Linked DNA regions of Gossypium hirsutum: region 2 is linked to region 1. Evidence: chromatin contacts called from public Hi-C data. All regions are on one chromosome and are shown on one strand. The core of a region is the stretch at or near the end of the contact, and the rest is flanking DNA. Distances in the headings are between cores, read along the strand shown.

The links. A called contact is a pair of places that touch in the nucleus more often than the background predicts.
Region 2: a Hi-C map of leaf shows a contact between it and region 1, with 2.1 times the contacts expected there. The contact joins the promoter of LOC107944048 here to the promoter of LOC107946578 in region 1. A contact is called at or near these places in 4 of 34 Hi-C or Micro-C datasets (callus and leaf).

What each region holds. Positions count from the first base shown.
Region 1 is chrD12:53,968,304-53,974,251 of Gossypium_hirsutum_v2.1, reverse strand. LOC107946578 (cytochrome P450 736A117) reads right to left here and starts at 2,748. Exons shown (of 2, transcript XM_016880972.2): 1 at 1,504-2,748; 2 at 601-1,366. The coding sequence starts at 2,520. The coding sequence ends at 755. It overlaps LOC107946579 (rhodanese-like domain-containing protein 11, chloroplastic), which reads left to right. Exons shown (of 10, transcript XM_016880973.2): 9 at 137-209; 10 at 298-635. The coding sequence ends at 381.
Region 2 is chrD12:54,126,355-54,132,379 of Gossypium_hirsutum_v2.1, reverse strand. It overlaps LOC107944048 (BTB/POZ and TAZ domain-containing protein 1), which reads right to left and starts at 1,426. Exons shown (of 5, transcript XM_041107183.1): 1 at 1,217-1,426; 2 at 995-1,128; 3 at 538-841; 4 at 1-17. The coding sequence starts at 1,342.

The DNA of each region.
Region 1 (5,948 bases), core at 1,499-3,998:
AGAAGAAAAATCTCATCTAAAATGTGATCTTGAGTAGCAAGTGCAGTTTGAACTTTGAAATTGAAAACCAGAGACTATGTAACTTGTAGTTATCATGTAGACTAGCCATTTTATCTAATTCCATTTTAACTTTCAGTTGGACGGATCAGCAGAGAGCTCAAGCTGCCAGAGAAGGCTGGGGTTACCGATTACTCTACTCGATTCGCCTGGTAAATATTCACTTCATCTTTTCCAGCAAAACGAGCTCAAGTGTAGTAGTTACTTGCTAACATAATCCAGTGTTGATTTTGTCGTCAGGTTGGAGTTTTTGTGGTTGCCGATGCCTTGTTCATTGGTGCACAGCAAGTGGGTCGTTATCTTCAGGATATACGGTCTCACTAAAGTTATATTGATCTTCTTGAAGGCATTCGATTAAAAGTTAAACCATCTGAAAGATGGCAGTTGAATTTGTGATCATCTATAAGAGACTGAAGATGTTTTGAGGATCCCAATTTTGAAAGCCACAGTAGTTAGCAGAGTTTCATGGTGTTGCCTGTTTCTTAGGTGCAAATCCTTGTGATTACATATGTACTCAATCACATTGGCATTGGATACATATAATGGTATCAATTGAAAGCCATTCCGTTCACTTAAAATCTAGTTTTCAGATGCTACAAGTAGAGAAATTTAATGCATTATGGCAAGGAAAATAACATGCATAGATTTGCAAGCACATGTAACTTAGAATACTTACTGTAACAGACGAGGCTTTGCACTAGAAAGAACATCTATTCGCTACAGCGATTAGAGGAGATTTTTTCCGTATGGTAAGGCCGCCGGTTTCGGTCATGTCTAAATCCTTCTCTTTTGCTCCACCAGGCAATGACCAATCAAACTTGTGCACAAGATTTGCTAAGAGAAGCTCATTTATTGCGATTGCAAACAAGATTCCCGGACAAATCCTCCTTCCAGAGCCGAATGGAATCAGCTCGAAATGTTGTCCTTTGAAATCTATGGAATTATCCAAGAACCTGTCTGGAAGAAACTCTTCCGGATTCTCCCATGACGCAAGGTCTCTTCCGATTGCCCAAGCATTGATGATAACTTGAGTTCCTTGGATAATGTCATAGCCCTTGAGCTTGACGTCTTTTGTAGATATTGTTGGAAGCAGCAAGGGAATCGGAGGATGTAAACGAAGAGTCTCTTTGATCACTGCTTTTAGGTAGCGCATGTTATCGAGATCATCCACTGATATGCTTGAATTTTCAGCAGAAACATTCCTGACCTCGTTTTGAAGTTTCTTCATTATCTTGGGGTGCCTTAAGAGTTCTGTCATTGCCCACTCCAGGACCACGTATGTCGTATCGGTACCGGCTGCAAAGATATCCTGGAAAGATATCCACTTCAGCAGAAGTTCTGGAACTGTAGTGTGTATATATATATAATTCTCTTTACAGTGAAAGCAACAGTATAAGCAGATACGTTATGCTAACATATATGAAAAATTAACTTGTTAGTTCTTACCAAGATAAGAGCCTTAAGGCTGATTTTTTCTAAAGGGAAGCCAACTGTGTTTTCCCTCTGAATCTCCAGCAAAATATCCACAAAGTCTTTTTGATATTCACCTTGGATCCCTGCATGATCATTTAAGTGTCTGTCATGCCGATTCATATGTTCTTCGAGCACTCCATCCAGAAATTCATCTAACTCCTTCGCCACTTTCTCGGCTTTACCATGGAGTCCATTAACATGGCTTAACCATGCAAGCCATGGAAGATAATCCCCAACATCCGGAGTACCCAACAACTCCGTAAACTCATTCAAAAGCTTACCAAACTTGTTGGTATCTTCACTGTATTTTCTTCCTAAAGCGATTCTGCAGATGACGTTGTTGGTGGTTGCGGAAAAGAGTTCGCTTAGATTCACCGGGGAACACAAAGAGCTAGACTTTTCGATCTTCTCCACTGCTAGAGCCGTTTCTTCTTCTCGCACACCTTGATAAGATTTATCCCTTCTGTTACTCAAAAGATTTACTACGCATATACTTTTCATTTGCCTCCAATACTCACCGTAAGGTGCCGACGCCACGTCTTTGTAGTCATAAAGAAGCTTTTGAAAGAGGCTGCGTTTCGGTCTGTTTACGAATGTCAAGTCATGAGTTTTCTTGATCTCAGAGGCAGCATCAGCGGAGGAGACGACGAGTATGGGGAAATTGCCGAAGCGTAGCGACATGAGAGGACCGAACCGTTGAGCTAAGGACTTGAGTGAGCGATGAGGGTAGCGTCCGATGTTGTGGAGGTTTCCGATGATTGGGAGTTTCGGCGGCGACGGTGGCAATAAGAGGTTTCTTTTGTTAGTGGTACGAATGAAGACGACCACGAAGATGGCCAACAAGGAGAAGAACAGGGGACATGAAATGAAAAAGATTTCATATTGTTCTAAAAGTTGCAGAAAACTGGAGATATCCCTTACCATATTCCACAAATTGCTGTATGAAAGATGAAAGAGATGGGCGTGTGCAATTCTGGGATCAGCGCGCATGAATTTAAATAATTTTTAAAAAAAAAAGAAAAAAAGTCAGCATTACGGTCCCTACGATATTGTTTATTTTGTTAGAAAACACTTGTGGTTCTCTTTCCTTTGTTGTTTATCTCAGCTAATGCGGAACACACACATTTCTGTGGTCAATAATCTGCTTTCGGATCTGATAAAACAACGAAGGGGGCTTAAACTAACTCTTCTGGAACCTTGTTTATACCATTTATATTTGATGTATTGTTACTCAAAAAAAAAAAGTTGGTTGCCTATGGATGTTTATTTGTAAGGATAATATCCCATGTTTTTCTCAATTATTAGTGAATAATAATATTATTTTTTTTTGAATTTTAAGTTTAGGGTTTAGGATTTGAGTTTAGGTTTAAACAAAGTTTATTTATTTATAAGTTCTCTATTTTTTTTTATTTCACCAATGAGGTATTATATTGTTGTTTGGTTACTGATAATGCATCAAATATTCAAACCTATTTATAAGTCTTTTAATATGTTTTAGCTTAATTAATAAATTTGTCCTTAAATTATACCTAAATTCTCAAATTAGTACCTAAGGTGTCGAAGTTATCCCTAAGTTGTCTATTTTGTCTCGGTTTACTCAAAAAACGTATTAACCATTAAGAACATGACATGAGACACATTCTTATTAGATGCTATATATACACTTTTCAGGTAAGATGAGGCAAAAAAAAATCATTTAAGTAGGGCTAAGCAATAAATGCCGAGAAATAGAAATCTAATCTGCACTAAGGTGTTTGGATAATTTTTAGAATATAAGTTAAAAAATTGCAGTTACCCGAACCGAACCGAGTTTTAAGATGTAAAAATAAATATTTTATATTTAAAACAAATAAAATAAACTAAAATCCTATAAAAATAATTTTAAAAATATAATATAAGAGTTGTTTATCTTTATTACTTAAACTTTTATAGAGTACTTTATAAAATATTGTCCAAACCCTTCAACAAAACTTATTTTGTCAAAATAAACCCCAAAGGCCAAAACCTAAAAGCAGTATGAAAAAATTGATAATTGAACTAACCCTTCCCCTAGTTTAGGGATGCACAATATTAATGGAACTGGAGAAGAAGGAAAGGGGCTTGAGTCAAAGAATTAAGGTCAATTCACCCATTCTAGGACCGAAAGTCGAACAAGTAGAAAGACTCCAGATGAATGCTTAATATATTAGGGTTTTGTGCGGAAAGGTATCCTCTTACTAAGTGATATCTTAGGTTATTTATAGTAGATGTGAGTGCTCAATGGAGGTTCCAAGCCCAACCAAGTTTAAATTGAGGTAGGGATATAATAGTCCCTTAGTTGAGAGACAAGTTATAAAGTAACTATATTTTGATACCATCCGTAAATTATCTCCATGAGTGGTAAAGTAGCCGGGTGAAGAGTGCAATTTATTGGTTGGGTGACTCGGGAATATATGATGTCTTACGATACTTTTAAAGTCATGCCCACCCCTTTAATAATGCGTTTTACTAATAATATTTCTATTTATAATTTGAGTCGTTCAAATTTCACTTATAATTTAATGGATAGTATGTCCATTAAGTTGATAATCCAAAAATGAATAACCTATATTCTAGTGGTGCAATTGTGAATTAAAGCATCGGGATTCGCAATTATTGATCACTAACTAGCAAATCGACATTTTAGACTCAACACCAATCACAAAATAGGAGAGACGTTTTCGCATTAATCAGTCATTCGTCTCCTATTTTATATATTTTCTATTTTCTGGTTTCAAACGCATCCACCAAAACCCTTTAGAAAGCCCACGGTCCGCACAGCCCCACAACAATCTGCTTTCAATTCTTTTCCCCAAACCATAATTCAACCCAGTAAAAAACCACGCTAGCTGTAACATTTATAAATTGGGTTTGGAAGAGGAAGGAAAAAATCATTCATTCTTGGGCTTGGAAGAGATCTGTTGATTAAGGGACTTGATTGGCAATTAAGAGATGGTAAGGACTTTTTTTGTTGCTGATGGTAATATCTATCACAAGGAGCTGATTCCTAGTTCCGATACAAGTCAGCTTTTAATTGAATCGGATAAAAAAATTTCAAGTCGACGAGTTCTATTTTATCATCTTTACTTGATTTAAAATTTTTTTCGAATCAAGTTGATTGGAATAAAATTCGAGTCGAGTCAAATTGTTCAAGATAACTTAAAATATTAAACATGTCAAATTAAAATCTTGTTACAGTATAACTAATTACATGTTAGAGCACATAAATTTGAAACCATATATATTTAAAAAAATTTCAAAGCAAAATAATAATAATAATAAGAATAATAATAATAATATATTCTAGTATGATCAACTTGAATCATTAATTAACTTATTTATGTCCCAAAAATATTACTTTAGAAATATTTAAGTTTTAAAAATTATTTTAAAATTTTTTTGAAATTTTTATTGAAAGAGAGACCAATTTATTTATTTTCAAAATTAACAGAGATTAAAGGGATATTTACACCAATCTTTTATTCGAATTATTTAAATTGTAAAGTTCAACTTAACTCGAATTAATTCAAATAACTTGATTCAATTAATTTAAATATAAATTTTATTTTATTTATTTCAAATAAAATCGCCCCACTCAATGTGATGGCAACCTCACATTTGTGCTGGAATTATGAAGAAAGGTATTAATATATTTGACAGAAAACGATAGATTGATATGAATTCATGATCTCAAAACTATACTTTTTTATTATTATTATTATCTAAGTTATCTCAATTCTTAACACAGTTAAAAAAATCATTAATTAATTATATCGTGCCACGTCAATACTGGGATATAGAGGGACAATAGGGGGAGAGAATTTTTTAATATTAATATAAAATCATAAAATAAGACTTTAGCACCCAGTGTAACAAAGTTAATGAAATTCAAAAATAATTATAAAATTAAATATTTACTAAGATGGTGTTTGATAAATTAAAAAATAAATAAATATTGAAAATTTAAGTATTAAAAATTAAAGTATGTTATAAAATTTGTTTGGACATTACTTAAAATTAATTACACAATATAATTAATTTTTTTGGTAAATATAGATTTTAAATTATATAAATAATATATTTTACATTTTATCTTTAATTTTTAAACATTTCACCTTATTCTAAACAAAAGTCAAATTTCAAATGTAAAATTTTTACAGGATAATATAATATTAAAATAAATAAAATAAAATTTAGGGATAAAGACCAAAATTATACATGAACTATAGTTTAATGCGCAATTGTTTACATGAACTTTGATTTTGTGTAATTTTATACATGAAATTTTGATTTGATCCAATTCTTATAAATTATTAACACAATCATTGATATAACATCATTTTATGTTTATATGTTGCATACATAAATAATTATATTTATCTAATATAAAATAAATTGAT
Region 2 (6,025 bases), core at 177-2,676, 160 kb before region 1:
CTCTGACGCCACCTTCTCTTTTTTTTTCTGCCAAAACAATGTTCACAAACCATTCGTAACCAATACACTCCAAACTTTGGTTAATATTTTAAAGCATTTGAATAGAAATATTAAGTAGTTTGGATGAAAATTAAAATTCAGTTAAAAGATATTACAGACTTAAATTTAAGAGTTGAGGTAGATTAGACTTACTAATTTTTTTACTTATTTATATCACATAAAAATTAAATATATGATATTATAATATAAATATTATTTAAAAATTCAAAAAAATTATACAAAATTAAAACGTACTAAATAAAAATATTATTTTTAAAAAATGAAAAAAAAATCCAATAAGTTAACAATCTATAAATATAGATATATCAATTAACAAGAGATATTGTATTTTTAAGGAAATATAAATCATAAAACGGAAAAATATTTGATAGATGAAATGAGATTCAACTAGATATCTCTAATCTAATCATGTTGGGATTATAATTTAAATTCTTAATTTGGGTAATATTATGATAAATATTTGTTTTTAAAATTTACCGATTCAGCTTCGTCCATAAATCGGAGAATGTGGAGCTCGAGCCAGGGATCATGTTCCTGCATGAATTTCCAGCCTTCGGTTTGCTCGACAGCTTTGAAACGGGCGGTGACCTGCTTCAAGCACTTGAGGTAAAGGTCGGGTACGTCGCAGAGCCTGGCGAGTTGGAGCACGTCCACCGCATTCTCCACCGTCAGCCGCTGACTCACTCCCCTGCTGCACCGCTGCTTCAGCTGTGGCACCAAATAAACGTGTGATAATACTAGCAGGTGAATTCCATATTTCTCCATTTGCTCCTCCGTGCACCTATTGCATTCGCAACACCAGGGGTCATTTCCAATATAATACACGCACCTTGATATATTTACATTTATAAGTATATGCTATCTTAACGTCATTATGATTGGAAGAATTAGAGGAGGGTGAAAACCGGAAAAGCTTAAGCAACTATTTACTAACATGGAATTATAGAGGTATTTAATAAAAGCGGTAACGGCGTCGCATGGAACGCCGAGAATGGGGATGACTCTCTCAGAGCTCCCATGCTTAACTGGCCTTTCCATTATGTTGTCCAGCACTGGCGACACCATTGCCTATTTTAAAATTAAAAAAGAAATAAAAGTCATGAAAAGAAAAAATAAAATCGTTAAAAAGTGAAAAGAGAGTATTTAGAGTCCTTGCCAAGATGCTGAAGTGAGCGGGGATGCGGACGCCGCTGGAAGTAAGGATCTGGACATTTGGTTCGGGTAATTCAGAGGCGGAGGACATGGCGAAGGTGGAGGTTGAGTTATGATTGTTGTCTTCCATGAAAGAAAAGAGAAAAGAACAGAGTATGTCGCTGCTACTAGTTCAATGATGTCCAAATTGGCTGTCTTGAACTTTATAGACAGCATAAGGAAGAGAGAAAAAAAATACTTTAAAACGTAAAAAGCGTAGCAATGAAATCTGATGTGTCGTGACATGTGTGACACATAGCCTTTACTTCTCCTACGCGCTTCCTTTATATCTTTCCTTGCACGTCTCCCAAAAATGTTAAAAACTAGAGCTACCAAAAGAAAACCAAAAAAATGGGAATGCATGATAACTAGGCCTTGAGTTTTGGCAAACTCTGAGCACTTAAAATGCGTAAATTTCATGTGCAAATTTTAAATCTAAAATTTATTTTGATTTAAATATCACACATATTTATTTAAATTTAAATTTAAATATATTGAAATTACTAATTCATCCATGACATTAGTTTAATTTTATATTAATTATAATTGTAATTTGGTAGTTATATGAATGTGTATTAGTTATAATTAGGAATTGCACTTGTAGAGTAAGAAAATGGATTCATGATACACGAGTGAGTTGATTTATATACGGGTTGGGTGAAAAGAAATTTTGAAATGTGCGTGGGGGAGATACGCCACTAAGAAACTTAATCATTCCTATTCCAGATTTATCCTCCGCATTTCCTTAAAATTTCACATTCCACTATAAACAAATATCTATTATTAACTGGACGACCTTTTCGAGCTGACTTGGAAAGTAACAAACGACGAGAGTCAGTTTTAAAAGAGTCGATTTTGTAAATAAACGGCTTTTGGTGAGCTGAAGAGGTCTGCTTCTGTCTGACGTGGCACTTGTTCTCATCTATTCAGCATTTAAATAAACCCAAACAAAACACTTTTTCTGCAATTTGCCATGTCTTTTTCCACGTGTCCATAACCCACCGGCTAAGACTTGTGTAACGATAAAAACCGGTGGGTGACAAACATTTGGAAGGAATTGATTGGCGGGGAATGATTGTCGGACCAATCAAAATTCGTGTCGGAACCGGCTTGGGCTTTGAAAGCCATGTAGGCAGCGGTGGTGCGCCGCAGTGGCAGATAATAGTACTGCCGCGAAATGGATATGGTTAAACTCATTTGATTAATGAATTAATTTTTCAATAAAAAAGACATGCAGTTGAAATAAGAAATATTAGAAATCGAAATAGAGTTGGTTGGTTGGTTGGTTTTAGTAATTGACGAAACGTGAAGGCGATTTGTAATTGGATGATAAAATATTATTCAAGTTGGATTTGATTATTTTTGTGCGACAAGTTGAAATTTGGATAAGATCTGTTTTTCCAAGCCAATGTTGTTTTTAAGCTTAAAAGTTTGGGTGGACTTGCAAAGAAGTTAATTAAGGGGCCTCCGAGTGTACATTTTGGATGTTCTTCAATGCTTCAATTAATTAGGGTCTTTTTTGAGAAATAATGAAGAAAATGTTTTTAGGGTCAGTATAATAATACAAGGACTCAAACAAATTAAATTGGAGAAAAGTTTATGATTGGAATTTCAAATTTTAAAAAATGTAAAAATTAAATTTTATTAATTCAAAAAGTATATAGATTAAAACTAATTAAAATAGAATATAAAAAGTAAATTTATAATTTATTCATAAAAAAAATTAACAATAGAATTTGGCCATAATTATTTAACAACGTGTCTTAAAGGGCACATTAAATACTTTTACATATATACAAAGAGAAAAATATTTGTTACACAATTGATGGAGCTTAAAAACTTCATAAGTAGAGTTAAAGTGATGATGATAAGTAGATATATCAACAAGTGTAGGGTGTAATGGTAATGCATATTGCATTCTTAAGGGGGAAGGTAGGTTTAAATATTAGAAATGACATTAATCAGAGGAACAACCACAAACTTCGAATAAGTAAAATAGCCCAAAAAAAGACAAGTATATACCAATCTATATATAAATAACTAATAAATATTATAAATACCGAAATAGATGTTTTAGGTCCACTTAGATCTCCGGAAGGTTTTATAGTTGTCATTCGGAAATGGGAAATGTTGGTCAAAGGGGGCAAGAGATATAGTGAAAATTGTGCTTAAATCTTTGCTTGAGAGGGATGTTTGAGAGACTTGCAGGTTGGGAATTTGATTTTCCAAACACACTAATGTGGGTGTTGGGAGAGGAAGGTGAAAGTGAAGGAAGTTTCAATAAAGACATCCAGTGAATGGGTAGTTTACCTTTGAAAATAATTTTGACATGATGTGCTCACACTTGTTGCCTATCCAATGTTTCATATTCAGTGGTGCCTTTGGCGTGAACATGACCGTAGGACATTTGATTAATATTTCTGTTACTTTCGCTACTTAGTTGAGGAGACAAAGTTATATTGAAAAAAGATGCAAGTTTATGAGTAGAAGTTTTAGATCAGCTTGGATATCAAATTTGAAAATTATAAGAAATTAGATTTGATTGGAGAAAATTTTTTGATAGTCACTTTTACTCTTATAAAAGCGATAAGATCAACAATAGCTCAGGTATTTGAAAATTAAACCATAATGGAATCTGCCAAGAGCAAGAAAACAAAAGGAAAATTGCTAAAATCTACTTTTTACTCTGTTTGCTTCAATCTAAACACCAACTGTTAGGGCCCTGCATCACACCTAAGTAAAATTTTCATGTATCCAACATTTGCTGTTAGGGTCCTGAATCTTATTTGTAATCATACTTTCAGTGTATATATATATGCTTTTCCTTAAATTCTTTTGAAGAGATTAAAGTGGGACCTCTCAACTGAAGCAAAATCTGAGATCCATGGCAAACAAATATTCAGGATATACATTAAAGTTATGGACTAAGTTTACAATTGGAAATAAGAAAAGTTATTTAAAGAAAAAATAAAGTATAATTAAACTGAAGATTGAGTCTTCCTAGTTTTCTCTGATATTGTGGAAGTCTTAGACTTGATTATTTCAAGTATATCTCCTAGAGTTTGTTTCTGCGACTTCTGGACTTTTGGTTGTTGTTGTTTTTTCCCTTTTCGTTTCGTGTAGTATGGAATCTGTCTCTTTTGTTTGGTACCTCTCAAGTGGGTATACAAATGGATGAAGTTCTTCTTGGGGTTTGGAAAGGCTTGAGATTGATTGAGAAGGAGGGGTGTTGTTGAGGTGGATGAGTCTAATAGTGTGCTCTCGGTGGAGGTGACTGCACGCCGGTGTATAAACATTGAGCACAAAATTAAGACAAAATATAGAGATTTAAAAGTGGCTTTAACTGCAAGTGTGATAGGTCTATTGTAATATTTGTAAGTGTACAATGAAACACTTAGAGCATGTCAAGGATCAAACTCAAAAGAGATCGGGTCATATAGTGAATAGACAACAATTAAGCATGCAATTAGAAAGTCTAGCTAGCTAATGGTTGATATGTTCACTGCATTCCTTTAAATCTTTTAATAGGGATAGCATGTTGGAGCCTATAAAATCAATTTGGCGATTATCTCGATCTACTAGTTTTGTTATTGTGTCTGAACTACTTATGCTCATAAAATTTGGTTCCATAAAGGATAAGTAATAAGTACCGAATGTTAGAGTATACTTGCTAGTCAACAAATTGTTGATATTCTAACGAAACCTCTAACAATAGGATTGTTCTCTTGGTTTAGAAGTAAGCTTAGGGTTTGTTCAATCAAAGAATTGTTAGGAGAAAAAGAATTCGAAAAGAATGTTAGAGTATTAACAACTAAGCTTAGCTATTTACAAAACATAATTTAACATCTTAGTTGCTCTAACACTGGATGGTTGCCCATGGTTTTTTAACAAGAAGTTACTTTTTTTTTTCAAGAATATAATGGTGAATTTCGACCGACAAACTATGCTTTTGGACTATTTTTCCTAAGGTATCCTTCAAAGGAAACAAAAGCAAAAGTTTGAATCATTTTTCCCAGAATTCATCCCAATACTCTTTTACCCTTATCTATACCTGCTGTAGATGACACTGCAGGACAAGGAAGAAGAGGAGGAATGCTGACCTTAGTGGAACATATCCTTGGTGCAGCTAAAAATTACAAAAATAATAATTCAATAACATTCTACACAAGTCAAACTAAAACAATACACACATACAAATTTATTTAAATTTTGATTAACTTCACATACCAGAAGTTATGCATTAAACAAGAAGTTGAGGTATAACAATAATTGTGGGTTTCATACCAATGCTAAGCGTAGCAGCAACGGTTGAGGAAATCACCTTCAATGGTTCAACTTTAACTATTATTGTACTACGGACACCCTTTGTGGTACTAATAATAAGTGGTAGAGAAGAGCTTAACCAAGAGAGTTTAAGACCCCTTGCAAATGAATTCCCTTCCCAACAATTAATTTTAGTTTCTTCTTAGGGTTTTTCTTCTTCAAAATTGATGAAGATCTTTGTTGTTTGGCCCTTTTTACTAACTGAATTCTAAATGAACTTAAACTTGATACTAAATTTGAGCTTGTAGCAACAATTACGGACGTCGTAACAACACTAGCAGTAACGATAATGGTAGCAACAATCGTAGGTATGATACTAGGATCATTGACAATGACCACCTCCTCGTCATCTGCTACACTTTTGGGAGTAATTGTTGTTGGCTTTCTCTACAAACACCTTCATTGCTATTAGTACCACAAATTGTTGCCATTTCTTCTTGCTCTTCTTGAA